Regions from separate parts of the Mus musculus genome. Here all the other regions are linked to region 6. The links are chromatin contacts, called in public promoter capture Hi-C maps. All regions are on one chromosome and are shown on one strand. The core of a region is the stretch at or near the end of the contact, and the rest is flanking DNA. Distances in the headings are between cores, read along the strand shown. Region 1 overlaps Chchd3 (coiled-coil-helix-coiled-coil-helix domain containing 3). Region 2 has its middle 120 kb from the start of Gm32007. Region 3 overlaps Plxna4 (plexin A4). Region 4 holds the start of Plxna4os1 (plexin A4, opposite strand 1). Region 5 overlaps Chchd3 (coiled-coil-helix-coiled-coil-helix domain containing 3). Region 6 holds the start of Lrguk (leucine-rich repeats and guanylate kinase domain containing).

Region 1 (4,534 bases), core at 1,122-3,621, 1.0 Mb after region 6:
TTGTCATTCATTTGACAAGTGAGTAGAAGGAAGCTTTGGGTTGGGTTGGTGTCCTCCCTGGCCTTCAGCATAGGATTTGAATTTTTTTGTCCTTCATCCCCCAGCTGATGATTTTGAATTTAGTCTATCCATACAACATACAGAAAAAGAATATAAGCTATTGATTATGTCCACCATTTTTAAGGAACTAGATAAAGCGTTATCACTTAAAAAATTGAGATATAATTAACACTTCCAGAAGACTGTGTGTGTCTTTATAGTGACTTCCTATGAAACACTTTATAATTATTTAATTACTTTAGGTTGATGGAGTGTATATAATTAGTGAAGTTTAAATATTAAAAAAAATCCACATCAGTTTCATGAAGAAAAGAAGCATGTTATGATAGCATTTTTTTTATATCTTGAAATTATATTTTCTTTAATTAAATTTTATGTTCACACGGATTTGGGGGGTGGTCCAATTCGTGTTTACTTTGCGAACTGTATTTCAGGAGTTCTTTATTACCACATGGTGCAGGCTTTTTCTTTGAGTAATTCACCATGCTAGTATGTGCCTTTCCTTTCATGATTTGACTCCCATGTGCTCTGCTCTGGCCGTGAAAGGGAAAGGGCCGAGGAGATGAACAAACAGGAATGTGAGGGCCCCTCCATGCCTCAGGTGGGATGGAGTTGGCACCTAGCTGTAACCTGGACAAATGACTCTTGATAAGGGGTTCATTTTCTGTCACCGTTTTAGAGAGCAGAGGGTAGAGCAGCTATTATGTTATTATTTTTTTCTTTAAAAATGTTTTGTTTGAAGCTTTCTTTATAACAACCCTCCAGCTGTCAAATCTTGGCGAAAAGTGTGTGTTCTATATGATACTTGACTGAATCAATAGCTTTCCCCACCTTCTTCCTTTTTTGTTCTTCATCAGCGAAGAAACTTTAGCACAAGCATTAAGAAAGCTTTCCGTTCAGTCTTCTAAAAGCGGCATCTTCGAGTAGCAGTGCATTTAGGCATTGGTGTGTCTGTTGCCTAAGTTTGAGTGAAGGCTTATTGTAAGCTTTTCTTCAGAGTGGTTCTCCATACTCCTACATTGTCACCTGCACAAGTCCTGATGGCCTAGGTTTTTCTTTTTCCTCAAATGCACACAGAATTGTCTACCAGTTCTCAAGTGTATGAGATCCAAACAAAGATACACAGACAAGTAAATTTCAAATACATATGTTTGAGGACATTGAAATTAATTTCCAAAAAGTGATATATTTCTTTGTAGAATTATTATAACTCCACATACTAGTTCTTAATTGATGCAGAGTATTGAATGTTCTAATGACATGTGCACTGTGTAATGTTCAGCCATGTTGCGCCCTGCTCTCTTCTCAAGTGTCCCTATTTCTGTGTGGTGAAAATGGTCAACTCTTTAAGTGCAATCTTTTCCTTGAGCAAATTTTAAAGCTCATTCAAAACCAGAGACAATCCAGGAATACGCACTTGTATCTGTGCTCTGCCAGGTCTGAGTGGTGAGGAGAAGCAAGAAATAGTCAACAGGCTGGTGAACTGTGCAGCAGAGCTGTCTTCTGTCAGGACAGCTTAACTCATCACCTTATTTCAGGGAGATTTCTTTGGACCAAAAGATCAAATCTTAACTGTGGTTAACTTGGGAAGCCTGATAGTTCAAAAAGGAAGACAGAAAAACCACTAGCTAGGGAAAATTGGAACTGGCTAAGACTGCAGGAGAAAGGAAGCCATTTCTCAGCAGGAGACACAGATGAGGGCTCCTTAAAGGGAAGTGGGTGGTAGAATCTACCTGAGTTGAAGATGCCGTTGATTTCAAGATGTTCTACTGAGAAAAGAAAATGGCTGCAGATTATGATCCAATGTTTCATCTCTTTGATTTTCTTATTAAAATACCTCATTAAGACTAATTTTGAAAAAAAAATTCTTCCTGTAAGCAAAATAAACTGGTTAAGGTGGTGGTTCTTAACTGGGGGGCATTTTGGTCTCCAGGGGACATTTGACAATGTTTAGAGACATTTTTGGCTGTCACACCTGTCAAATCATATCTAGTAGATGGTACCCAAGATGCTGCTAAAGATCATGTAATTCTTAAGATGGGCTCTTTGCTACCTTTTGTCCCCGACAAAAAGCATTTCATGGCTAAAATGCCAGTTGTGCCAACAGTGAGGTCCCAGGATTCAAGCCTCTTTCAGGCCTTTGCACACTGGGCTTCACTCCTTCCATTCATTTGCTCAGTCCTGATGTCCTGGTTTTCCCATGTAGTATCATATTCAGCATCCTCAAAACCGTGGCAACATAGCATTCCTTAAGGGATTGCTCCACTGCCACTTCTGGGAGTTTTCCAAGCTGCTGACACCACTTCTGCAAATTTTGATGCTCTGTGCAGGCGATGACACCCGAGGCAGGACTGCCTCTCTGCAGTCAGGAGGTACATTAGGCATGTGAGAGTGTGGAAAAATATGTGTTGGTAAAATCAGCCCATCTGCAGGCCAGACTATGAGATCCATCAGATTGCATGGCACCTTGGCAGGCTTGCCCTGCCTTCCTCCCAGAGCAGATGCCCTTTCTCTGCTGTTCTGACTAGTCATGGCACACACATTTAGACAAAGTCATGTAAGCTGAAGAGATTTCTAGCCACTCAGAATTTACCCCCACTTCTTTTAGGTTCTGTTCCTTTGTGCTGGCTTTCCCCATGAGACATTTCTTGTTAGTACCATAGTGACAGCAGAGCTGAGTACAAGTTTTGCAGCAACCTGTGTTATATTCTAATTAAAACCAAAACCAAACAACCACATCTGAACATGGACTTTCCATTCACTGTACTGTGGATCTGTGGGCACTGGGGTAGTTTTCTGATCATGCTTCTAAATTACAGATGATGAGCCTCCATGCTTAAATTCTTTTGTCTAATTTGCATGAGCTCATTAAAACATCTAATAGATGCAACAGTCATTTGGTCTGCTGCTGAGGGTCCACAGGAGCCAGCCTGTTTTTCCTGGGACAGTCTGTTGTGTATGTAGGCTGAGGTTGGCCATACTGCTTTGGCAGCTACCGCACACCAATGTCACAAGGGCACAACACACAAGGACAGGCTACAGTTTGAACACAATCTTCTAAGATGTGGTTTACTTCCCCTCGTCCTGCCTCCAAAAGCCAATCTCTGACAGCAAGAAAAATGTGACTACTCCTGACCTTTGACCCTTGGCATTCAAATTTCACCTCTTTACCTATAAAGGCAAGTGAAAGTGTTTTGCTTTAATAACCTTTCTTCAAGAAATCAGGAAGGAAAAAGGAGTCGGCATCCAGTTGTGAAGCTAGCTGTCTGTCAACTGAGAGACTCCCTGCCTGCTATTTTTAAATGGCTATCAGTTGAGATTTGTCCTCAGTTTTAGTAATTTGGAAAATTATATTAGATCCATTGGAGCTTAATTTAGTTAAATAAATTAATCATAAATTTTATCAGTTGTCTCCTTGAAAGCATAACATAGTTCACTTACTTTTCCCATTGATAGTGGTATGGAAGCCAGAATTGGGACATGAGACATTCTTGTATCTTTTAGTTCATTGTGATAGTGAAACTCATGGTAATGTTACGTTCTGTCTAAACCCATTCTGTTTAATATGTTCTGACTTTATTATCAGATACATCCAGCCTTTGGAGGAAAAAGGTGAAAGACAGGGGAGGGAAGAGTTGGCTAGACAAACAGATTTGTGAGTTATGGCCATGTTTAAGCTATGTAAGTAGTCATGTACTAAAGTTCTATCTCTAAAATCAGAAAATACTCACAGATAGTTTTCAATGGAATGAATCACCAGGCCTGGAAAATACTGACTAGAACTGTCTTTCTGGAAGAGACAGGGCTTGAATATAGTTTGTCCCCCAAAGTTCCTGTGTTGGAGACTTGGCTTCTGATGTTGTAAGGTGGGAGGTGACAGAAGCTTTGAGAGGGACCTAGAAAAATATATGTGCATAGGCTGTGGACAGCAGGGAGGTACTGCCCCTCACATCCTGAGAATAACTAAGGTGGTCTCATGGGACCCATGGTGGCTTGCAGCAGTGAGCTGCTGTGAAATCCAACCAGGCCAGGCTGCTCTCTGTGACCTCACTGTTTCATGTATGTTCTTTCTGAGATGGTGTCAGCAGTAGCTTTAGTGCAATGAAGTTAAGTTGGGTGCTGTGGCCTTGAATCTCCAGAACTATTAGCCAACATAACATCTTTTCTTTTTATTGATTGATTGATTGATTGATTGGTCTTTTCGAGACAGGGCATTTATTGATTGATTGATTGATTGATTGATTGGTTTTTTCGAGACAGGGTTTCTCTGTATAGCCCTGGCTGTCCTGGAACTCATTTTGTAGACCAGGCCGGCCTCGAACTCAGAAATCTGCCTGCCTCTGCCTTCTGATTAAAGGATTAAAGGCGTGCGCCACCATGCCCGGCAAAGCATCTTTTCTTAATAAAGTGGGCTTGCTGCAGATTATTTTTTTAATATTTGTGAAAAGTTACTAATATTAATGCATGTGGCTGA
Region 2 (4,685 bases), core at 1,412-3,911, 1.2 Mb after region 6:
CAAACAGCATAGTGCCAGCAGTGACAAAGGTGTGGTGAGAGCCTATGTAGCAGATGGCATCATGGGTAGAGCACGTGCAAGAGAAGGAAGACAGAGCACAGAGGGAGAGGCAGCCGCCTTCTACTGATAACCCTCAGAAGAACTAACATGGGTCCCATGAGAAGCACCACAATTCCCTCTAAGGGCAGTGACCTCGGTGACAGCTCTTTCTCATATCACTGTACTGGGGACACATGAATCCTGGAGAGCAGACTCAAGCCACAGCCAAACCTCCCAGCTTAGCAGTGGCTGCAGCCCAACTGACAAGCCACAAAAGAAACAGGAAGCTTGCAATGAGCTGAGTGAAGCCAATAAATTGTAAACCAAGTGATCAGCACTGTATGGCAGTCAGGGATCCATTCGGATCTCCTCAGGTGTGTCCCTGTGACCCCTGTAAGAAAGCATCCAGTCTGGGGACACATCAGACCCAGGCAAGTGAGACACTGCTGCCAAAATAACTGCCCTGCAACTTCCAAGGCATCACTATCATGAAAACTGAGAGGAACACAAAGCAAAGAAACCCAAATATTGGTTTAAAATCAGAATTAGCAGAATAGAGAGTAGGTAAGTTAGAGGTCAATAAATACAATTTTTTTCTCATTTTGATGACAACTGTCGGTTAAATAAGTATTACAGCTTCTAAAATACACCATAGAATAGTACCATGGTCTCAGGGAAGAGAAATGCTTCTTTTGTGTTTTCTTAAATCATAAAGGAAATGGAATTAGTCACAACCCTGAGACTGTTGTTCATCACGGCACCATGAAGAGAATGAACAGGCAAGCTTAACAGAGATATATTTGTGAAACACAGCCAACAAAAGACTCATATCCTGAATATACAAAGAGTATTTATAAATCAGGAAGAAACAGAGCTGAGCAGAAAAATGGGCAAGAGGCTACCATGGGCATACTATGAAATGTTAAAATGTTAGGACTTCTGCTTCTTTGGTCAGCTGGATTTTGGAGACAAGTTTCATGTAGCCCAGGGGGGCCTCAAAGTGAATATGTAGCCATGCCTGGTCTTGAACTCTTGAGCCTCCTGCCTTAGCATCCAAGTGCTAGAGTTACAGATGTGAGCCACCAAGCCTAGCTACAGGATATAAATAAGTGACAAGCATATGAAAAGCATTAGCAACATTACTCATTAGCTTCTGCTTATCCTTCAGAATGGTAGAAAGAAGATGGGAAATGCTGACTATTGGCTGGGATGTGTGAAAATGGGGGGTCGGCACAATCAATGTGAGCAACTCTATTAAAACAGGACATATGTGACATCTGATCTATGAGTCTCCTACCTGGCACATTCAAGTAGCACAAGTCACGACAGCTAGCTTGCAAATAGAAACTGGAAGGGTAGGAAGACCGAGGTGTATGGAATATTATACAGTCACGCACAGTAATACAAATGGGTGGACTATGGCTACACACATACACACAGACGATGCTGTTGAACACAAGTCCACTGCTGGAGCTGAGAACAGAGCTCGATTGGTAGAGTACTTACTAATATGCTTTAGGCTCTGGGTTTGAGCCGTAGCACCGTATGAAACCTAGTGATGCACACCTGTAATCCAGCACTTTGGGCATGAAGGCCAGAGGATCTAAAGTTTCTTACCCTTGGCTACACAGCTAAAGCCTGGGCTATGTGAGATGCCCCCCCCCCCAAAGAAAAGACAAACTCTGTAGATTTGTGGGTAGTGTGGGTAAAGGATGCTTTTGTAGCAACTCTATTTCAAAACCAAAAATCATCACTAATGAATAGCAATGACCTTACTGTGTGTGTGCAGTTTCCATCCATGGGAGTAAGGGGATGGGGCTCCAGGTCCTGCTGATGGTTCAAGTCTTTGAGTACTCAGTCTGTTTGCTTGAGGTCTCACTACTCTCTAGGGCTGTCTTGGAACGTCTGGATTTTATGAGTGTGAGCAATTCCCTCCCCCCTGCCCAGCCTCCCGAATAGCCAAGGTCACAGACATGCATTTCCATGCCTGGCTGGTATATTTAATTTCTAATAATTTGTTGAGATTCATATTTACAGCTTACATTTTATGATAACAAGGATTGAAAATAAATATGCACAAGTTTGGGTTGTTCCTACATCAAGGATTGCCACACTCGATGACAATTTCAGTAAGCCCTGCTCCAAGCCATCTCTCTGCACAGAATATTTATGTCCACCACCTCCCGTCCCAGTAATCCTATTATTCCCATTTTCAGATAGGGAAACTGGGGCTTGGAGTTTACATAATTTGTTCAGAGTCTCACAGCTCGTAAACTGGACCTTAATCCTTCCCTCTGCAGAAGGCTTTCTCCCACCTACTTTCAAAGTCCCCTTTTGCGCAGCCCAGCCTGGTTCTATTCTATAGCCCTTGAGAGTTCCAATTGCTTAAACGCCGCTCCCCTGCCCCCCACCTCTTGTCTAGTACGCGTTTGTAGAGTATAATTCTGTGGGCCGAACCAATCGAAGCCCCTACTCTTCCTCACCTTACCCTCTGTCATGAGTGCTGCAGCAAACTTCCTGAGGTTTCAGGCAGAGGGAAAATGACTGCAGAGCCTCCAGCCTGTGGCTGATGCTAATTTTGCTCGTTGGGGTCTGTCAGACAATTTCCCTACTTCCTTTTTTTACTTCCCTTGAGTTCCAAGACATCTGTGCGACTGCGTGGAGCTCCCTCCCTCCTCCTGCCACCCAGGAAGCCAGAGACTGAGAGGCGGCTGAGCTGTGCGCCCACTGTGTCTGCCACCGGAGGGTGTCCCAGGTGCAGCCACTCAGCGGGCCCCAGGTGGGCCACTGGGGTACCGGGCCCAGAGCCCAGCCGTGCTAAATAAAGCTCTCAGGGCCACGTGCCTGCTAGGTTCTCAAGGTCTTCTGAGGTGAAAGATGGGAAGGAATGTAGCAGTTGGGCTGGAATTTTCCGCCTCTACTCTAGCAATTTGTTACTGGTGTATTGGTTTTCGAAGCTAGGCTGCTCAATAACACAGATACAAAGCAGCCCCGAGTAGGGCTGCGTGAAATATCACCAGCGCAGCTTCGGCCACCTGCCTTCAGAAGGAAGGAAGGAAGGAAGGAAGGGAAGGAGGGAGGGACGGAGGGAGGGACGGAGGGACGGAGGAAGAAGGACGAAAAGAAAGAAATCGAAGTCCCATAAATCTATACATTTTTCCTGCGTAATTGTGACCACAATCTCAAGTTGTCCTGAACTGCTAATTATTTGTACCTAGCCTTCAAACCTCCCCAACCTATTCCTTACTCTTGGAACATTCTGTTGCCCAAAATGCCACCATCTTCCTGTTGCCCGAGCCTGGCTGTCCATGGATTTCTCCTTCACCCTCTAATGCCCCCAGACTTCTAGAACAATCTATTTGGCCCTGACAGCCTTTTAGAGTCACGAGAACATAAGCCAATCCTTTGTTTTATAGACAGCTTGAAGACACATAAATAATGTCCTATGTGAGGATTACAGGGCACTAAAAAGGTTACAGGCAGTCTATAATATCCTACAGGGAAATCTCTATAAATCTGTAGGGGGTGGGGTGAAGGGCCAAGCTCTTCCGGTTCTTTCCATAATCTCTCGCTGCAGGGTGCAATAAATACTGTTCATTGTCACCTCCCTAAAAGTTAACACTTTCCCTCCTGACAGATCTTGAGTTTGTGAGGGTGACTAAGTCTCTTAGGAAGCAACCACCTTTCCCCAACCCAGCAAAGAATCTTCATTACGATTCTAAGCCAAAATGGTAATTCTACTTCCCTTGCCAGTGATTGGCTTGGGGCCGTGCATGTGATATTATGCTAGCCAATGAGGAGGGAGGGAAGTCTGCCTCATGTTTCTGGAAATGTTAAAAAAAAAAAAAAGAGGTGTGAATGAGGTTGGAGTCTATTTCCTCTCGTGGCCACAGACATCACAGCGTGAGTATACAAGATCTGTGCTTCGGTGGCCACGTTGTGATCCTGAAGACAGAAGCTAGACAAAGAAGGCAACAGGGAAAAACGATGGGAACCGCTTGCTGTATCATGATGTTAAGCTACAGAGTTAACAAGGCTTGCTTGGGACTTCCTGTTAGAAGAGTGTCGCTTGTTTTCCTTCTCTTTCGTGTGCTTGGATTGGGTTTCCTGAACCTTTCCTTGGAAAGTTTTTGACTGATATGGACCTGTGATAAAGATGCAGTGTCTCCCGTCAGGGCATCTGCCCCGGGCTAGCTTCATCCTTAGCAAGGATCTGGGGCTTACTAGCTATGGCAGTGACTCTTTATGGCCAACTTGACAAGATGTAGACCCATCATGCAAGCACATCTCCAGGCACGTCAGTGAGGCCGTTTCTTGAAAGGTTTGGCGGAAGAGGGAAGGCTCGCCTTGAATGTGGATGACGCCATCCAGGGTGGTTGGGGGCCCAGACTGAATCAAAAGAGAAAGAGTTGAGAATCGGTGTTCAGGCTCTACTTCCTGCCTGGGCAATGTGTGCAACATTGACCAGCTGGTTCATGCTCCTGCCGTCATGCTTTCTCTGCCATGACTAGTACACCTTCAGACCATGAGCCAAAATTAACCCTAAGTTGCCGTTGTTAGATATTTTATCACAGCAACACAAAAAATAATTAAAACACCAATGTTTAGTAATCTCCCTGGTGAAGTTTATCATGTCCTTAGTCAAG
Region 3 (4,859 bases), core at 1,471-3,970, 1.6 Mb after region 6:
CCTCAGCTCCAGGTCCCCTCATCTGTTCCAGGGCTTGGTATCCCACTTTGAAGTGTGAGGTAATTAAGGCTAGTGTTCCTCAATGTCTTCCTGGGTTAGAGGAGGGATTGAGACACAATCCCCTGAATCTCTTGTTCAAATTCCTACAATCCTGAATCCTAGACATGAGCCACTCTTGAAGCTAGTGTGCCCCAGCATGTAGGCCTGGGGACTCTAGGGAGTGAGAGAGAAGAGCTATGGGGCCCAACTCACATTGATTTATTCTTCAGGGGTTTGAAGGCTGGAGCCCCTTTGGGAGCAAAAGATACAAGGCCAAGGCCAAAGGAAATGGAATGATCACAAGCAAGTGTTCTGAACACAAACTGAGAGTCAAAGTAGTTGATAATGTCATAATGTTAAGCATACACAAAAAAATGCCGCTGTCATTTAGTGACTAAGCTTAGTTAATCCTGGGATTTATTAAACACTGCTTTTCTCATTTTGGTCTCAGGCAGAGAAACAGACTGACTGGATGACTTGGGAATGGTGATCACTGAAGACCCCAGTTTCAAGGGTTACCCCGTATCAAAGAATTAATATTGGAGAATGGGAAGAATCTCCTATTGGGGATTAGTTACTGATGTCAGTGTCATACTTATATGATGCTCAGAGAATTCAGGGGTGGCTCAGGCCACCATGACTGTCTTCTCACTCCTGTACAGGTTGGCTTTATTAAGGAAATACTAACCTGCCACTCAGCGGAAATTGATTGAAACAAGTCTGCAGTCCGAGGCAGAGGCAGTGGCATGTAGAAAGATGGAAGGGCAGAGAGGACCCTGGGAGCATCCAGCCTCTTTGGATCTATGCTGGAGACAGACTAGGATATGGAGAGCCTTAAATGGCCCAAACAGATTAGGGGAGAAGTTACAGCTGACTGTGCATAGCCTAGTGACTGGTAACCAACTCCTTGAATAACATTCAGCTGGCCAATAGAGGTGATGTAAATAAATAGACTACTGTCTCCACTCAGGCCAGCCCTTTCAGTTACTGCATCAAGTCGCCCCCCATTCCTTGACCTCAGATCATATCACCCTATGAAATGCTCCTTATCCTCACAGCAGCTCTGAACCATCTGTCACCCCTCACTCTTACTCTTCTGGCTCACTGTTGATCTAGCCTGTATGGCATTCCTTGTCTGGAAGCTTCTAAGCCACAGTATCATCCGGCCATGGTGGGGGTCTCCATCTTCCACATTTTCTCTGCTTTGTTTCTGCTCAGTTACCGAATATCCATAAAAGAGTTCATCTTTACACCTGCCTTCTACTCCAACATAGTTAATATGCTTTTGTATATGTGTATATGTATGTGTATATGTGTATATGCATATGCATGTGCTCTTGTGTGTGCAGGTGTATATGCACATATGTATATGTGTTGTGTGGAGGCCTGAAGACCACTTCATATGTTGTTCCTCTGAAACTATCTACCTTGTTCATTCACTTTTTTTTATCTCTCCCTCTTTGCCCTGCTCTCCATCTCCAGAGTCTCCTATTGGCCTGGTAGTTGCCAAGTAGGTCAGGCTGGCTGCCAGCAACCCACAGCGATCTGCTTGTCTCCACTTCCCCAATGCTGGGATTATAAGCATATGCCACCATGCCTGGCTTTATGTCACATGTGTCCTAGGGTTCAAGCCTTATCTTTTAAAGAGGAGCTCTTTGCCGACGGAGCCATTCCTTTAGCCCCTCTGCTAAGATGCTTTAACACAAAGTACCTTTTTTACTCAAAGACATCTCTAAGTTGAGTGTGAAAAAACCTTTTGTAGTGCATTAAACAATGAGCCTGCTCAATTCCACCATATCTCAAATGGTGGGTATCATACTCAAAACTACTCGGTGGGGGGTGTGCTTTTCGAGAATGCAAAATTCTCACTAAGTAGGTCTTGGGTGACACATGAGATTGGGCATTTCTAATGCGCTCCGAAGCTCTGGGTACTTGAACCATATACTGAGTCTAGACTAGACCGAAGTATGGTCTGTGAACAATGTGTTAATGGTCTGTTCAGGGCAGATATCAGAGGGTGAAGACTTGGAAATGCACACAGCACTTCGATATTGTTCGGGATCAGGGGGTATGCCCAATGAATTTGCATGCTGTCATTTGCTATTTTATTTTTTCTAGTCATTTGCTTGGTATTTGACAAATGTATCCTTCTACGAAAGACTGGAAAATTTTCACCAAATGGCTCTCTACCACAGAAAGTTTGAGAAGCCTCGGGTTAGAGAATACCTCTGAGACTTTCAGATGTTCTGAGCTCCCGGACAAAAGTACCCTGTCTAGGGCAACATATCCTGGAGACGGTAATCCCTGCTAAGGATTTCCAGCAAGGTTTTTGGCATCATCCCATCTCCCCCTGTTTTCCACGCTCAGTTCAGTGTTTCCTTTTCTGAGGCAGAATTCCAGTGATCTCAGACAAAGGTTAAGCTTATCAGGAGGGCTGTGCCAGGAAATGCCAGGAGACTGGGTGCCAGGTCACCTGTGTGCAAAGCCCTGAGGTGCCATCCCAAACCTGGGCAGCTCACTCTCTCCCTTCCCAGCGGGCTCTCCTTCTACTGTGGCAACCATCTGCCCCACTTCTGAGAGAGAGAAAAAACAGGCTGAAAAACAGGCCCAGAGAAGGCTTCCTGCCCCACTGGCTGGAAGGGGAGGGCTGGGTTAATGAAGCCAAGTGCAGTTATGAGGGGAACCGGGCCAGCTGGAGCTCTCCCAGGCTTGACCTGCAGTCCTTTGGCAGGACCCGGGCTGCTGGGGGAGTGGCTAGAGACAAAAACATAGTCTGGTTTTCTCTCAGCAGAGGAGGTCTTTGTTGCTCTTGGACTACTGTGAGCTGTCAGGCATACTGGCCAGCCCTGGTGGGATGACCCCGGGGAGTGAGGACTGGCAGGACTGGCGGGTCTTCTTTCAAACTTGCCTTCTTCCTCCCATTCTCCAGCCTTGATGTCTGGTCCTGAGTGGAAGAGCTGATAGACCCTTCTAATATTTAGTCATTCAGCCAGCCAGTCAGTCAGTCAGCCAGTCAGTCAGTCAGTCAGTCAGTCAGTCAGCCAGTCAGTCAGTCAGTCAGTCAGTTGTTGGTCAATCATCTAGGCTTTTTGTTTGTTTGCTTGCTTTGTTTTGTTTTTTGAGACTGAGTCTCACTAAATAGCCCAGGCTGCTCTTAAACTCACAATCCTTTCTCCATCTTCCCAAGTGCTGAGATTGCTGTTGTACACCACTGTGCCCAGCTTTCATTGCCTGTCAATAGACGGGGTTCTTTTTGCCTTTCTCTTCTGAGCTTCAGGGAATCCCCTACATAGAGCCGCTTCATGGATGATCTCACAATCTTTACTAAATGTTAATTAAAGTACAATCACTCAGAGAGCAAAGGGATCAGTGGTGAATAACTATGCTCCAAATGATCTCACATCATTTGCAGATCAACCACTCCAGCATTCAAAACTGATATGATGTTGATCAGGCCCAGGTTTAGTTGAGGGGTTAGATTTTGATGTGTGCTTATGATTTATTGGATGATCCTACACTGCTTCATCCTTCAGTTTGTGTAATTTGTGAGTGAGGTATCATGTTGGTCACAGGAGGATGTGCCATTGAGAAACTCGTGTGTGTGTGTGTACACATGGGTGTGCATCTGTGTACGTTCATGCTTTCCCCCTTTTATATAAAAAGAGATTCTACATATGGTGGTGCTTCTAGTGTTTTTTTCCAGTGAAGAAGATGAACGTTGCTAGCTTGTGGTTACAACCAGACAAAGGAAAGGTGATTGGACTAACTGGGGGTGGTGTTCTGCTGTACTAGGCAAGAACACATGTAAAATTGGTGTCAGCATGAGTGTCTGCCCGCCCAGCTCTAGAGGCTGGTATAGCTGTGAGCCTCCTGTTCCCTCTGGCTATTTAGAACTCAGGTCACTACCCAGCTTTACTAAACCAGTTCCTGGGGTTAGGTGTGATGCACAGACCCAGGGTCATATGCTAAGCTCTCTGATTGACTCAGGATCTGGCCCATGGCAGTGACCTCATTAACCAGGGACTCACAACATTGTGTGAAGCTCAACTTCAGCATACACATTTCCTGAAAAGGGAAAGCAAGGGAGTTAGGGGTTTTGAGGATACTTCTGTGTGCTATGCCCCATGTCTGCTAAGATACTTGAAGGCATCTTTTCTTGGCCTGGTACTAACCTCGCCCTGCCCTTCCCTTCAGAGGCAGGTAGCCCCAGGTTCCACTCACCAACAGTTTCTCTGTGGGTCTGTCTCCAACTGTCACCTCCATGGAGAAGTCAAACTTCATGAACTTACTGTGGTATTGACCTTGGATGTTGAAACTGGAACCGACAAGCCAGCGTCGTCCCCAGCGTGATCCAGGCTTGCATCATGATCATGTCTGAGTCCGTGGGAAGGGGGAAGGATTCTGTCGCTGTCTCTCTGCTTCCTTTGGTTAAGTAACTGGTCTACTGTCCCTGCCCTAGGCACCCTGTGGGTCACGTGGACACTGGAGTGTAGGCACAGTCACCTTTTCTGGTGTTTCCATGTACAAGGTTAGTTGACGCCCTCTCTGGAATACAGACATCTCTCAGACTTGGCTCACTGCTTTCCTTAGAGATGCAGGGATCTCATCTCTTTATGGCTTCTATGGCCAGTCATCTGGACACTGGGGCAGGGAATGAAGGAACCCAACTTACTGCAGTGGCATTACACAACTAACCTAGGGCTCACAATCACACCAGTCTCTAGAGGTGGAGGGTGGGGGGCAGAGATGCATGCTGAGGCCAAACATAAAGGCAGAGGCTGTGTTCTTTCCTAATACACCACACACACACACACACACAC
Region 4 (4,838 bases), core at 37-2,536, 1.5 Mb after region 6:
CTTTAGTTTGCTGAGTTCCCTTATAGAGCCCTAGCCTCTGGCTCCAAGTAAGTCAAGGAGTAGAGAAAACATCTTAAATCCTGGGAATGTTTTAGGCAACTAGGCAACAGACTGGCCAAGATCAAGGAAAGACCTCAGTCTCCAGGAATGTGAAAGGGAAGTGGATCACTACACCCTGTAGATGGGACAAAGGTTGTAGTCAAGGGAGTGTCTATCACTCCATTTCCTGAAGTCTGAGTTTGAAACCAGCTGAGAAGCACCCGGCAGGACCAGTCTAGGGCTGATAGTGGGAAGCAGACACAGAGTGGATACAGACCACTTCCTCTTCTCTGTGAGTTTTGACCTCAGAGTGACCTTCTGCTAGGAAAAAAAAAAACCCAAAACCAAAAAACCCAAACCCAACCCAACCCAACCCAACCCAAACCAAACAAACAACAAACAAGTGGGTCCATGGGGCAGGGACTCTTACTTTGAATCATCACCAGTCACCTATCAGGCCCTCATACTGGGGGTAGACGGTGAGGACCACCACAGCTTTGCATAGCCCTGCCCTGCCAGTGTGCAATGTGCTTCATGCCCCTCTTTCATTGTTCCCAGAGTCCTACAGAGCAACAGAATAGTCAGGCTCCAATCCCCAAGGGCATAGAGGGACAGAGAGTCAAGCACTGAGGTTAGTATTATGTAATTAATGCTAAGTATGTTCTACAGTCTAGAGCATACTGTGTGTCTGAATCTCAAGCCCACTACTTCTCCCATAGCATGTCTCAGTGCAAGGCCAGTAGAACTTGTCTGGGTTGGCAAGGTTCCTGTGCAAGGACCATCTAGGAATGTGTGGTCCTAGACACTGAGTATTGGGTACAAATGGGACTCTCCAAGTTAATGCAGTCTGCAAACTTCTCCCAAGATTCCAGAGGCCTTTCTGGAAGAACTATGGCTGGGCCAAGCTCCCATATGACTTGAAGGTTTACCCACTGGCCTTACCAGTTCCATGGGGGTCCCAGAGGTACAAGAACAAGCTTCATTTTCACTTTCTGCCCAACAGCATACACCGTTGATATGAAGGAGGACTCCATCCCTACATGCTGTGTGATTCAACTGATTCCCAGACACAGCAGGTAGTCCTAGGAAGTAGGCAGGGTTATCCCCTTGCACTCATGCTGGCCTTGTGTCCCAGCATAGCTGGTCACTCAGGTTTGCCTGGCGCCTGAGATCCTGAACCCCGTGAAAACGAGCATCCGGAATAGCCAGGCAGCTGTCCCAGGCCAGCCTCAGCCGGTCTGCTTGTGCTGTTTTCGTTTCTCTGTCAGCAGGAAGCTGGACTCTGACTACATGGGTTTGTTTCCTGTTATGGTGAGAGGCAAGGGTTCCTCTCTTTGCTTGGCACTCACACTCCCTTGGTCCAGGAACTCCTCCTCTTCCACACCCTGCCCCCCTTCTCATTCCAACCAATCTTGTCAACACTACAAACCACTAAACAAGTTCGTGAAATAGGTACACATTGCAAGCCCTCACTCCTTGTAAGCCCTTTGAGTACACAATTTCCTTATTTAAACTTCAAATGCCAGTGGTAAGGCAACCCCAAGACAGAAGTTCCCTCCCTGCCCACCCCCATGTCTCCCCACAATGTAGCTCCAGTACTAGGCATCCAGGTCTAAAGGCATTCTTGGTCAGGAGGAATTGCAGTAGAAGTCCCATCTGGATCTTTTGAGGTCATGTGATGATGGCCAAGTCCTGGGGGATGAGCTAGATCTGGTGGGAGGAAGTCCAAGGTTGGCGTATGGTGTTCTCCCAAGATGCCACTTGGGAGGCCAGCAGGTCAGTGTGTGTGTGTGTATTGGGGGGGGGGGACCCAAGAATCACACAAATTTTAAAACAGACACATTCAAGAGACTCAGTCTATAAGTTTCTGAGCTATGACTTAAGGACATGGATCCTCACCCTGCTGAGACATTACTTTGCAGGTTCGGCACAATGTCATGCACACTGGTAAATATGCCCGCATGTGCACACAACTTCCGTGTGTCCATCTCCCCTCTTGTTGCTTCTCCTTGTCTTGCTCTAAACCACTATCTTCATGTTTCATCACCTCTGTTTTATCTTTGTGGCTTCTTTCCTCTCCTGCTCACACAGGACCCTCAGCCATGAACACGGTGATATTTCTCTCTCATACGTATACAAGTGTGTATGTGTATTTGTACACATGAGACTCATTCAGTGGGCATAGCACAGACTGAAATGGGATGTTGGACATCTTATCCATCAACACATGAATGTACCTCACCAATCACCCCAGATGTAGAGTTCCCTTTAATTCATTTCATCTACACAGGGTGGTATCTTGGCAAGGATGCTGGCCAGGGAGTCCTGACCTTTGGGCCTCAGCCAGCACCTGCTCATGAACTATCAAAAGGCCAGTAAACAGTTCCCCTTCTGCTCTAATTTTATGCTAAGGAAGGAGTTGGTGAGACAGTATATATTCCATAAAAAGCAAAAAAGAAACACACCGATGTTATTAGAAAGTAAGGGAAGGCCCTTAGAACCCCTTGATGAATGCAAATGATCCCAACCCCACCCTGCACCCCCACTTCTGGTTATACTGTCCCCGTGGTTTATTGATGGATTTACACCATCATTATCTTCTTTGGAGAGGTTTGGACTGTATATAACTGAGGTTGCATTCGGTGTCTTAGTCCCTAGGATGTGCTTGTTTGCTGGCCTGTCTTCCTTTCTCTATGCACACGTGATGGGGGCTCAGACACTGTGCCAGGAAAAGACATCTTTTAAGCTACACTCTTTGCTTTGCCTCTCCAGTGTCCTTTAATTTTGTAAGGCTGAAGGGAATGATCACACATCCACACACTGGCAACTGCTCTCATTTCGTTAACAAAGTTAGAGAAGGAAGAGACAACCAAGGGCACTTTCCTCATTCTATCTGTCCATTTAGGTCCTTCTCCCTAGTGAGTCTGGCCCCCTATGCTGTCCACAGACACACATCGGCATCCCTGAGAGCAAAGAAAACCAGTATCGTTCTCCGTGTCATTACTATGTCTCTGTCAGTGTTCCAAAATATAATGGGATCTGTTCTCCTGATTTATCCTGCATGCAGGCGACATTACCCAGACACACAGGCCGGAGGAGCAAGAGAGGAAGATACACGGCAACATGAGTGGAGCTAATAAAATTTATCCCCACTAACAAGGGAATGACCTACCCCATAATTCAGCCTGGTGAGCAGGGCCACTGCTTCCCTGTACCCGCCAGGAAACACACAAACTTAATCATCGTGGCAATCCTCACCTCAATTATAGTTCGAATGGTGGCTGTGGCTGCCTGCCTTAAACTCTGGGAGGGGGAGCAAGAGCTGGGATGGATGGGTGGTTTTGTATGGGATTTATCTGCCCCTGACAGGCAGCTGCTAGGGGCGGGTAAAGCTAAGGTCTAGAAGGGGATGGAAGCTTCCTGGTGGAGTTTGGCTGGTACTGCCCACAAGGCTGAGAAACTTCTCTGGGAGTCCCCAGGGGTCCGGTCGTTGGGGGGGGGGGGAGAGGCCACTAGATTTGCTCCCAGCCTAGTTGCCACCTGCAGAGATCTGACTCTCTTGCCAAGCTGGTTCATAGCTGTGGCCTGTGCAGACCTCCATTGTGCCATTCCCTGGCTACTTATTAGAGGGAGGAACTTGGGGTCCTCAGCAGCTGGGCTAATGAGGAGAAGGTCATGGGTCCAGCCCCCAGGTTCCTGACTGAGCTGCTCTCTGGTGGTGCTGCTCAGCAACCCTTTGGAGGGGACATGGCAAACACTTGATGTTGGCTATGGCCTGGCTTGCAGAAAGCATGTCAGGGTTACTGCCCCTCTCTTGGGAATATATTAGAAATTAGTAGTCATGCTACCCTATTAGAAGACTAGCTTGTTATCATGACTATCAAAAGACTCCTCGGATGCCCGATGACATTGGGCCACAGTTTGGTACCCAAAGATACCGAGGTTTCAACATTAGTATAAAAAGAAACCTTTGCTTTCTTTGGTTGCCTTGGTTTGTGGCTTCCATTGCTCCATAGGTACAGAAGTAGAATAATTAAGCTTTGGAAGCTGCCCCTACTCCCCACGGAGCTTCTGGGACACAATTGGCCTTCTTCTGCCCTGATATTTAGCCCCTCCCATCCTTTATGAGATTCCTGAAAGCAGGGCTCTTGATTCTTGGGAACCTTGGCTACAATTTGTTGGGTTGTTTTTCCAGCCCCCAGACACTTTGCACTGAATCCTTTCAATAACATATTTGTCTAACTAGGTTACTGTGGCTGTGTCTTGCTGCCTCTCCCTCCATTCCTCTGTACACATTCATTTTCCCTACAGTTCCATTAAAAAAGGACACAATAAAGAATCACTCTGAGATGATGCATTAGTAACTAAGTGGATGACTACAGTCTCCCCTTTCTGTTTCTGCTCTCTGTGTTCACAGCCTGGGTTCAGGGGCAGCCTTCACCTCTAACCGTACTTCTCTGGCTTCCTTCTGAGAGTCCAATGCAGTAGGAGACACAATAGAGCTTTCAGAGAGGGTTAGGAATTATGAAGGAGAAAGCAAAGGTTATGCAGATCAGTAAAGCCATCAAAGGGTTGGAGGTGTGTGTGTGTGTGTGTGTGTGTGTGTGTGTTATATCTTTGTTAGAGAAATGATCACTTAAACACATTTTACAGAATAACAAACAGCCTTCTCAACAAGGCTAAGCCTAAGCCTACCATAGTCTCCTAGAGTTCTTTCTAGGCTCCTGAGAACCCGTGGGAGCCCTCTCTGTTTACCCCTGAGGAGACAGAGTAGAGCACACACAGCCTCATCTCTAGGG
Region 5 (5,130 bases), core at 2,174-4,673, 1.1 Mb after region 6:
CTTTTTGAGACAGTTTAAAGAGGCTGTGATGATCTGTACCTCAGAGCAGTGCATTGCAGTGCATTGCTTGTTTTGCTCTAGAGATGCTAACAGGTGCCAGGAGCTGAGAAGAAGCCTCACAGGAGAAGCTTGGCAAGGTGGCAGTGCAGGAGAAGAGGGGACCAGCTGGCAAAACTACAAACCAAGAGAATTCTGCTTCGGTACCTGGCTTTAAAATCAGTGCGGTTTTTAAAATGTGGTTACAAGGAATGGGAGTAAAGGAGCCTTACAGTAAAAAAAATTGTGAAAAATAATTGACATTTACATTAGATACAATTGACATTAATTAGATACAATTAAATGTTTATTGTAGAAAATTTAGTAATGGATTTGAAAAACCTCATGTATAAATCCTGTAAGTTGTAGTAAGTGTGGTTTATGTTTTCTATGTATGATTTGTTTTCAATGTGTATATTTATGTTCATGTAATATATGTATGTATATATGCACATATGTGTTTTATATGTGTGTATTTTTAGTAATTAGATGGATTGGATGGAAGAGGTATAAATAATTTGGGCTCATTTTCTAATTCCAAGGTATTCTAAAGTCTTTTATTGTAGTAGTACATTGTGAATTTCACTTCCTATTATTTATTCTCCTGTGACATTTTTAATGTGTGTATGTTGGATATTTGGATGTTTGACTACTTCTTTCTCTTTTGGGGTGTTCTGACAATTTCTATTTTTTTCAAATTTATTAAAATGCCAAAGAAAATAATGCCTTTGACCAGTAAAATTATTAGGTGAAAGAATATATTTGATACAATCATTCTTCATACAGGCAAATATATAAATGCATATTTTCATATATGTCTAAAGAAACATTTCTGTCAGTTTATAATCCTGTTAGCAGTGTGAGAGTATGTCCGATTCCTTACCCTCCTTTCAGGATTGGGTATTATAACTCTGTTTCATTTGTGGTTGATATGAGAGACAAGCATCACATACTGATAACTTGAATTGCTTATTAATTTTTCTTTCTATCTATCTCTCATCTATTATGTATTTAACGGTTGGTTGGTTGCTTGCTTTTTATGAGACATGGTTTCTCTGTGTAGCAGCTGTGGCTGTCCTGCAGCTTTCTTTGTAGCCAGGCAGGCCTTGAACTCACAGAGGACTGCTTGTTTCTGCCTCCCAAGTGCTGGCATTAAAGGTGTGCATCACCATGCCCCACTCCACTTTGTCGTTTTAAAATATTTTTTATTTGCCTCCTACTCTTCGTATTTGTGAGTTTGACTTGATATATGTCAGATGGGCTACATCTTTGCTTTATTGTTTTTATATTTTTGGTAGGGTTTGTTTATAATTAAGGTTTATTTGATACTGTTTTATTTCAGATTAAATTTTAGTTTTTATTTTATTTCATGTATATGGATTGTTTGTCTGCATGTGTATTGCACCACATTTGTACAGTGTCCATGGAAGTCAAGAAGAGGGTTTTAGATCTTCCAAACTGGAGTTGTAGATGATTGTTAAGCTCCATTTGAATGCTGGAAATGGGACCTGGGTTTTCAGGAGAGGGGCCAGAGCTATTAACTACCTGTGGAGCCCTCTCTAGCCCCATATTTTTTTTCCTTCCTGTGTTTATTTTAGCATATGGTGTCTCACTAGGTGTTTGTACAAAGTTTTGCCAGCATCAGTTTTTTAAATAAGTAATTTATCCATTCTTCTTATATTTGTCTTGATCATTTTACTTAATGTAGAATTAAGGTAGTTTCTGATCTTAAAATTCTGTTGAATTGGCACAGTTGCCAGTGCTTTGACCACTGTTATTTATTGTAGACTCACAGGATTAGAAATATTTGTCAAGGCAATTCTCCAGACAGAATTGCCGTGCTAGTATGATCTATCTATTCCAAATGAACACTGCTCTCTGTTCCTTGATCATTTTAGTACTCAAGGCACTTGGTTTTCTTCTTAGGTTTCAAGAACCTTTCGGCAATGTCTGGAGTGTATACACAAGTTGAAGTTTTTTATCTTCTAGTATTTAGATATACTGGTGGTTATTCTTCATAGGTTCTGTTCATAGTAATCCCCTCTTCCTTTTTTTCTTGGGGTGGGCATTGTTTGGTGGAGTCCCTTTCTCTTGGTTTATAGTTCACTCCTTTATTATTGTGAATGGTTGGGTGTCTTGTAACAGGCAGAGTACTGCACCTCATCCGATGTCTCCTTGTAGACCATACATAGCATGGAGCTATGGTCTGTATACCTGTAAAGTTCATTTAGCCAGCTGTTCTATTCCCGTGGTTTGCTGTTGAGAGGAATTGTGTGGCAACATCTTCTCTCCCTGTTTGGCACTCCTGTGCAGCTCCTCCTTGCCCCTCCTGGTCTAGGTCTCATTGTACTGTTTGCAGTTATTTAGTGTTTGTGTGGAGATATCTTGTTTTAATATAGTAAGAGAGGAAGCTGTCTGAAAATTCTCCTACCGTAGAAAGCCACAGGATTCAATAATGTAAAATTACAGTGGTTTCTTTAAAGTCTTCAGAGAATTGCAATTATTAACATCGCGAGTAATTTTCTTTCTTCCTTAACTTACAGTTGTTAGAGAACAATTTAGAAAATTGATGCTTCTGTCAAAAGTCAGGATAGGTAGGATACATGCTCCATCTGGATATGACAACATTAAGAATCCCACAACTTTTACTAACTGTGAAAAAAGGAATCTATTTTATACTCCATTAGACTGTTGCATATCATAAATAATTTATAGCACTCCTGGTTCCTGTCTGTATCAAGTGTATCAAGGATGATAAACTAGTTGATGTAGACCTTTTTTTTTTTTTTTTTAAATATATGCAGTAGCATTCCACTTTCTGTTCCCTTTCTATTCCTTCTTCATTAGAGAAATATATTAGGCCTGGCAATTTCTAGTCAATGACTATAGGACTGGAGTCCTCCTAGGAACAGCAAGACCAGAATGTCTTGTTTCTTAATTTAACTACTAACTAGATTCCTGGAGAACAGTTCAGCCTTTGTGTGCTCACTTTCCTTGTCAAATAAACTTAGATACTTCAAGGAGTTGCTCTGAGAAGTCACAAGAGGTCTGTCAATATCCTGTCTCCTCCTTCCCTGGTGGTGGTGGTGTGGGTCAAACTGAGACCTTCACACATGCCAGGGAAGTGTCCTATCATTAAGACACCCCTCAGCCCCTGAAATCCTGCACTAAATTATTACTGCTGTGAGGTCCCTCAGCTCCACTGCAGTAGTTCGAGGACTGAGTCAGTCTCCGAGGTCTTGTTCACAATCTCCTGTCCTGTCCATGGCATCCCCTGACTAGGCTGCTTCCCTTATCGAACATCTAAGCAACCCAGACTTCCCTCGAACGATTGGAAAAGCAGCGGAGCAGGTGGCATGTAAGCAGCAAGCAGTTCTGTGCTTCTAGTTCTTGCTGTCGCTAGCAGTGTAAGGAGCCTATTATTACCAGCAAGTGGGAGGTCTTATTGCTGTGGTTGGGTTTCAGAGACAGACACAGTTTGTCAAGAAGAGGATGAAGCTGATAAAGTTTGTGACGAGAGAGCCGGTTCTCAAGTTACGTGTGTGTGCAGCAGAACAGACGCTCGCAGGTCCAAGCCTGGAGTGGCGGTTCCTCTGAGTGGTTGATAGTTTTAGTGGGGATATTTTGAAGAGGTCAGGAAAGCCTTGTTTGAACTGAAGTGTGGTTATGCTGATCAGCTGGGAGTCTCCATCAGCTTGAAGATGGCTTGAGAATCCAGCACAGGTGTGAATGCTGAGGCCGTAACTGTAGCTCTAAGAAGTCTAAGAAACAAGTGCCTTGGTCTATGTGCAGTCTTCAAGGATGACATAATTCTAAGAAATGCTCTTGTGTGTCGTTACCTTAGCTAATTCTTAGCTAAGATAAAGTAGCATATGAAAGGACAGAACTCAGGAGCTATGGCCACTATATCCTCTTTGTTATATTTAACACACAGAACCTAACACTTAAGAGCTAGAACTGTAGCAGTGAATAAAAACATATATGTGCATGCCCTGAGCAAAGCACAGAAGTGCCTGCTTTGAAGTCTTTTGACAGGGCATTGGCCATTAGGAAGGTGGTTTCTTTGCCTATAGTAGAACTAATCTTGAATGCAGGGTCCTGCCCTGGGTCTAAAACTTCTCTTATTTTCAATTCTTTTGAAAATACAAACTGACAGGGTGGTTGGAACAATATTTCTTCTGGTCTGCTTCTGAATAAAAATGAAATCTGTTCAACAAAGCACTTGCTTTTTACTTTATGCCCTCATGCTAAGTCCTGTTGATAACCTGTAGATTATATATGTAAAATATTTATATATACACAGTGTTTATATACATGCATGTATACACACACACACACACACACACACACACACACACACACACATATATATATATATATATATATATATATATATATATATATGTATGTATTCGTGTAGTCTGAGGTAGATGCTGTCACATGGAGAAAATGACCCAGAAGGGAGAGACAAATGAAAAACACAGAAAGTGGTACAGGCTTCTAGTGATGGCCTTGGTTTCTCTGAAAAACAGAGCCCAAACAGTCTGCGCTCCAGCACTCAGCTTGTTCTCTGAGGAAGGACTTCCCTTACAGATGGCTACAGATTTAATCAGGGACTTAGGGTGCATGAAGGGAGGGCCTCAGTTGTATAGAAAATGTACTTACCTGAAGCACTCCCTTTCCAAGGGATGCCAGATAATTGAGTTATACCTAAATCTTGAACTGTTTAACACATGTGCACACACGTCTCATTTCTGTGTGCTGAGAGGTGTTAAATGGCTTGAAAACTGTAATTAAATAGCTGGGATCGTGCTGCAGAACCATTGAACATTACTCTCAGCCCTGAGTGCTAAAATTTAACCTGAGTAGCTGTGACTAATCCAGTCTTTGTAACACATTTGAGTTAAGAGGTGTGTGTTCCTGTTCATGTACTTTCTCATTAGCACTAATATTGCTAATGGGAGTGACAGATGTATTTTAGTTTTGCTTTCTATCACTCAACCTTTTAGAGTACTTGCTCCTTAGACGAGGTAATTTGCTCTCTGGTACATTTATGGACCTGATTGTTTTAACACTTTTACTCAAAAGGGAGTA
Region 6 (4,716 bases), core at 456-2,955:
TGTCGTAGTCTCAGCTGAAGGTGGAAAATTAACCAACAAAGGGAGAATAAAATAAATGATGGCCTTTTTGGTTGTTTGTTATCATTATCTTCATCATCATCACCAGCATCACCATCATCATCATCATCATCGTTATTGTTAAGGCACGGTCTCACTGTGTGGTTCTATCAGTGTTTCTAGCTAATCAGAAACTGGGTGTGTAGACCAGGCTAACCTCTAACTCACGACAATCACCCTATCTCTGCCTCTCAGTGCCGGGTGAGAATGGCAAGAACGCCATTGCCAGCACACTGCTATAGCCAACTTCAAGCAACGTTAGAATGCAACCAGCCCAGGAAGAAAGATGTAGACTAGGAAAAACAAAAAGAGGGATGAGGGGGGAAATAGGCCAAATATTCCAAGTGCAGGAAAGGGCATTAGAGACAAGAGCCCAGGGAAAGGAGGGCAGAAGTGGAGTAACGGGAGGTCAGAGGCAGGAAGGACAAGAAAGAAGGCAAACCAGGAGCCATGTTTGACAGGGGGAGAAAGGTGGCTTGTGAAGAAGCTGAGGGAAAAGAAGGGGGAGCAGCGAAAAAAGGCAAGAAGTGAAATCAAGAAAGATGTTGGTTCTGAGTAGCTATGACAGAGAGAAAAGCCTAACTGGGTATGAGAGGGAAACAGATCAACCTACGATTTTGAAAAAGCACAATAAATAGAAGCCAATACTAGGAGTAAGGGAATGCAAGGTGGAAGGAAGCGAAGGGATGAGGAAGGACAGTCGGTGTGTGGGAATACAGTCAAGTGGGGAAGGGAAGTGGAATCAGGAGATTAGGAAAATAGTTAAGAGCGTTGGGAACGCTCCCCATAAGCCAAACTCTGCCAACTAGGGGTGAGCTGGCTCTCTCTGATCATGCTGTGGCTCCCTTCTAACCAGAAAGAGTGGGAGTGCTTAAATAGGCACACAAATACCCCGAGCAGAAGTAACATATAAAACGTATACATTATTTCGTCTTCAGCAGAGCATTGGGATTTTTTTTTAAACCACCCTGGAGGAAGGAAGAAGATGAATGGCCCGCATAATTTTGTCAATGCGTAATTTTGAAAGCATTAAACCCATACTGGTACACTGATTTTTTTCCCCCCGTTATAACAGTGTGTAATCTGACAGATAAGAAACTAGGAAAAGAAAGTAAATATTTGGAGGGTTTCACCCCCTTTCTCCAAGACAGGAGGTGAAGCACACGAGAAATGGGGGAATAAAAATAAGCAGCAAAGAAAAGCCCTTGCCCTCTGGCTAGAGTGGAGTGGGCTGAGCCCAGGGCTAGAGAAGGCAGAAGCAAGCTGCCGCTGAGGCAGCCAGGTTGAGCGGCTGGAGGATGCCTGAGACTGGGGTGCGGGTTGGGGAGGGGGGGAGGCACACCTCCAAATTCTGCATTTCGGACTCCTCTGACTCTTCAGATTCTCCGTCCTCCTGTTGCTTCTCTTCTTGCTCCGCTTCTGCCTCATGAGAGCGGTGGATGAGCTGGTGGAGGAGGTAAGAGGAGGCGCTTCTGAAAGTCCCTTTTGACTTCAGACCCAGGGGGAAAGAAGGCCAACGGCCCTGACTTTGTTTTTCTGTGAGCGACAGTATCGCCTGGGCTGCAATGCGAGAGGCGCCCAAACCCCGCCTGAAACGGGTGCCTTTCCATCTCGAGGGATTTCGCTCGAAGGCCGCCATCTTGTTTATACGCGTTGCCTAGGAGACTGACGTCATGGCCCGCGGCGCTGCAAGGAACTCTGGGGGGCTGTAGTCCAAGCTTCCGTACTTGCACATTCTGTCAAGGTCTCCATTGGCGTTCACTTTTGCAGCGTTCTGCTGCTTCTTTTATTTTCCTCTTTACGTTCAGTGGCTAGTGTTGTTCCTTTTTGCATGTACTTTTAATCCCTTTTCTCCACCCACTTTCTTTGTCTTCTTGCTGCCTGTCCTTCTTTGAGCTTGTTCACCTCACATTTGATAACATTCACACAAGCATCTCCAGTCTGGCTTCATTCACACCATCGAACTTTGGAAGCATTTGACATCCCTAATTCTGTCGGTCGGAAAGCTAGTAAAGATGAAATTTAACACTATGCACAGCGCCGTGGGAGGAGATGAGGCCGTGACATAGAAGATTGAAAAGACCTGACTCCTCTCCTTTTCCTTTCATTGTAGATAATGAAGAGAAACTACCAAAGGATTTTAAGAGCTCATTTGTAGTTAATTTACATACCTGTCCAACTCTGAGTCTGGTCCTTGGGAAGAAAAAAGCTAGCAGTGGGACCAGAGGGGCAGATTGGGGAAGGGAAGGAAGGGAAAGGGAGGAGAGAAAAGGAAAATAAATCAAACTAATTGTAGTGTATCTGAACCCCTGTGAAGAGGTTAGTATTCCATCAATAATTAGTCAAGTGACCTGCATCTGTAATTATTTTCATCCTGCTGAATAGTTTTATCAAATGTTCTTCTTGAAGGATTAGAAAAGGCATGGCATTCTGCTAGTGTGATTTTATGAAACCCAAATCCTATAGCCTTAAGCTCCACAAAATAGACATGCTATAGAAAAACAGAACGAGAACTGTAGCAACTATTATTGCCATAGCAATGACAACAGAGATCCTGACAGGGAAGTTGTCTTCATCCTCTGGCCTTACTGGGCCATTTCTCCATGCTTCAGTGACAGCCATTACAAATACAAAATGATCCTATCAATGGCTGTCAGGGGAAAAGGAGAAAAAATTCTTATGGACACCATCCATTGACTATTATCTTTCTTAGTGCTTGAGGGACCATTAAAACTGACATAAAGCTTTCAGAATTACCTTCCTTCATTATCTTGCGGCTCGTAACTGGAAAGGGCGCAATGAAAGTATCTCTCTGCTAGGTTTGCCTTGCCTGTTATTTCTTTTCCTAGTGGGTACCGATTTTGACAAGGGATTTCTCTCCAACCTCATTGCCTTAGGGTCTGGATCCACCTAACTAAGAAGACTAGAGTGTTCGCTCTGCTCTTGCAGAAATTATAAAAACGCAAACCCTATGTGTGTCTTCAATAACTTAATCAGCATTTGTAGCAGAGGGAACTTTGCTAACGGCAATCTACTGAGAAAAATGTTTGATGGTAGAGTTAGGATCTGTCAAAGAATAATTTCAAAACATGAAAAACATGTTTGCCCTACAAGGACTAGAATGAAACAGGCTGGGGAGAGTTTATTTGTTGGAGTTGGTCTCGTGAACTGTGCATTCAGATGCTTGTTCTGTGTCCCAAGGTCACATTTCAGTCTAGACGTGGGCATTGTATTGACCAATGTGCTATAAAGAATTCTCCCCAATCTCTGCTTGGACAATAAAAGGCTAGAGCCCAAGACTGGGAAGGAGAGAGAGGAAGGCAGAACTTGAAATGGAGTAGGGGGTCTTAGGTAGGGACTACAAGGAGAAGGAAAAAGGTAAAGGAAGAAGGAGGACTCCATGAGGCAGGATGGCCCATGATCATGTGGCCAAGAGAAGCTCACCCTGAGGCCACACATGAAACAAAACAAGACTCAGTTGGCAAGCAGTGGGTATATTCATCTGGTTATTAATAGCCTCATTGGGTTGTCATAGTGTCAGAACCTGCCCAGTTTAGGTTTGTAGCTTGTTAATGAATTCTGATGTCTTTGTGTTGTTTACTCAGGAGCTAAATGGGAAGGAGTGTGGCAGAAACAATAAATGACATCAGTAATTATTCAAGTCAATCAGAGTTAAAGATGGCAACCATATTCAGAATCCACAAGATAAGGAATTGTGACATAGACTTGCTAAGTTAGAGACTGTTCGAAGTAACTTTGAGGTCCCAAAGACAGAGCCCACCACTCCATCTGAAGCGTCTCAACAAAGCAAAATGTTACTCTTTTTCAGGAGGATGATTTAGAGAGAATGAAGGCACAGAGACAGGAAGTCCACTTGATGGTGGCAACTGTCTTTTTTCCACTGGCTGGAGTCTGACTTCAGGCTCTCAAGATTGGATAGTTTTTTAAAATCAAAGCTAGAGAAATGAAGGTGAAAGGAAGTCAATGACTTTAATCTGAGAATGTAGCAGGGGCTTACTGGGTTGGTGCTATTAAAACGTTTATGTAAAAGTCTTACTGGGTTGGAGAGATAAAAGATCTGAATTCCTTGTCCTAAACACAGGTTTTATAGTTGTAAAGGAGCTGGTAGAGAAGGCTGATATTTAATATTCCTTTCAGAGACAAAACAGGCTAATTTACTACAACATATTAAGACCTAACGATTGGCTTATGATACTGATGTGTATTTGGCCTTTTTATCTCCATACCTACCTTTACTTTCACTTGATGGGTCGGTCCACTGAAGCTCCAGGGAGGTCAACAATTGGCCTAAGGCAGGATGGGGGTCGGGAACAGTGCAAGACACCTAATGTAGACTGAGCAGCACTGCCAAAGCTACAACTTTTTCAGAAAGAAAGAAAGAGATAGAGAGAAAAAGAATGAAGAAAAAGAGGGAGGGAGGGGGAGAGAGAGAAAGAAAGAGAATAAGGAAGGAAAGGGAGAGAAAGAAAGAAAGAAAGAAAGAAAGAAAGAAAGAAAGAAAGAAAGAAAGAGAAAGAAGGAAGGAAAGAAAGAAAGAAAGAAAGAAAGAAAGAAAGAAAGAAAGAAAGCAAGCAAGCAGGGGAGAGAAAGAGAGGAGAGGAGAGGAGAGGAGAGAGAGAGAGAGAGAGAGAGAGAGAG

What was found. Promoter capture Hi-C pulls out the DNA fragments that hold promoters and counts their contacts.
Region 1: a promoter capture Hi-C map of hippocampal neurons shows a contact between it and region 6, with 4 times the contacts expected there. The contact joins the enhancer-like site here to the promoter of Lrguk in region 6. A contact is called at or near these places in 12 of 39 promoter capture datasets (the 3T3-L1 cell line, 3T3-L1-derived adipocytes, the C10 cell line and 7 more) and 1 of 9 other capture datasets (liver).
Region 2: a promoter capture Hi-C map of hippocampal neurons shows a contact between it and region 6, with 6 times the contacts expected there. The contact joins the enhancer-like site here to the promoter of Lrguk in region 6. A contact is called at or near these places in 7 of 39 promoter capture datasets (the C10 cell line, frontonasal cranial neural crest, hippocampal neurons and 2 more) and 1 of 115 datasets of contacts at active chromatin or transcription factors (embryonic stem cells).
Region 3: a promoter capture Hi-C map of liver shows a contact between it and region 6, with 3 times the contacts expected there. The contact joins the enhancer-like site here to the promoter of Lrguk in region 6. A contact is called at or near these places in 6 of 39 promoter capture datasets (the 3T3-L1 cell line, embryonic stem cells, hippocampal neurons and 2 more).
Region 4: a promoter capture Hi-C map of liver shows a contact between it and region 6, with 4 times the contacts expected there. The contact joins the promoter of Plxna4os1 here to the promoter of Lrguk in region 6. A contact is called at or near these places in 8 of 39 promoter capture datasets (the 3T3-L1 cell line, 3T3-L1-derived adipocytes, the C10 cell line and 3 more), 1 of 115 datasets of contacts at active chromatin or transcription factors (astrocytes) and 1 of 9 other capture datasets (embryonic stem cells).
Region 5: a promoter capture Hi-C map of the C10 cell line shows a contact between it and region 6, with 6 times the contacts expected there. The contact joins the enhancer-like site here to the promoter of Lrguk in region 6. A contact is called at or near these places in 6 of 39 promoter capture datasets (the 3T3-L1 cell line, the C10 cell line, hippocampal neurons and 3 more) and 1 of 9 other capture datasets (liver).

Annotation. Positions count from the first base shown.
Region 1 is chr6:33,002,733-33,007,266 of GRCm38.p6, reverse strand. All of the region lies in intron 3 of Chchd3 (coiled-coil-helix-coiled-coil-helix domain containing 3), which reads left to right. Among named protein-coding and RNA genes, the nearest start is that of Chchd3, 55 kb to the left of the region's middle. Within about 2 kb of position 2,371, at least 10 of the 459 cell types and tissues checked have an H3K27ac peak or open chromatin away from gene starts, as enhancers often do. A contact at or near this core is called in hippocampal neurons, where this site is marked.
Region 2 is chr6:32,778,872-32,783,556 of GRCm38.p6, reverse strand. No RefSeq gene overlaps it. Among named protein-coding and RNA genes, the nearest start is that of Gm32007, 120 kb to the right of the region's middle. Within about 2 kb of position 2,661, at least 48 of the 459 cell types and tissues checked have an H3K27ac peak or open chromatin away from gene starts, as enhancers often do. A contact at or near this core is called in hippocampal neurons, where this site is marked.
Region 3 is chr6:32,395,157-32,400,015 of GRCm38.p6, reverse strand. All of the region lies in intron 3 of Plxna4 (plexin A4), which reads left to right. Among named protein-coding and RNA genes, the nearest start is that of Plxna4os1, 110 kb to the left of the region's middle. Within about 2 kb of position 2,720, at least 92 of the 459 cell types and tissues checked have an H3K27ac peak or open chromatin away from gene starts, as enhancers often do. A contact at or near this core is called in liver, where this site is marked.
Region 4 is chr6:32,507,589-32,512,426 of GRCm38.p6, reverse strand. Plxna4os1 (plexin A4, opposite strand 1) reads right to left here and starts at 1,286. Exons shown (of 2, transcript NR_040277.1): 1 at 982-1,286. All of the region lies in intron 2 of Plxna4 (plexin A4), which reads left to right.
Region 5 is chr6:32,938,849-32,943,978 of GRCm38.p6, reverse strand. The region is part of intron 4 of Chchd3 (coiled-coil-helix-coiled-coil-helix domain containing 3); the gene reads left to right. Among named protein-coding and RNA genes, the nearest start is that of Chchd3, 120 kb to the left of the region's middle. Within about 2 kb of position 3,423, at least 8 of the 459 cell types and tissues checked have an H3K27ac peak or open chromatin away from gene starts, as enhancers often do.
Region 6 is chr6:34,026,437-34,031,152 of GRCm38.p6, reverse strand. It overlaps Lrguk (leucine-rich repeats and guanylate kinase domain containing), which reads right to left and starts at 1,705. Exons shown (of 20, transcript NM_028886.1): 1 at 1,400-1,705. The coding sequence starts at 1,696. It overlaps Gm38786 (a long non-coding RNA gene), which reads left to right and starts at 1,429. Exons shown (of 4, transcript XR_868961.1): 1 at 1,429-1,513.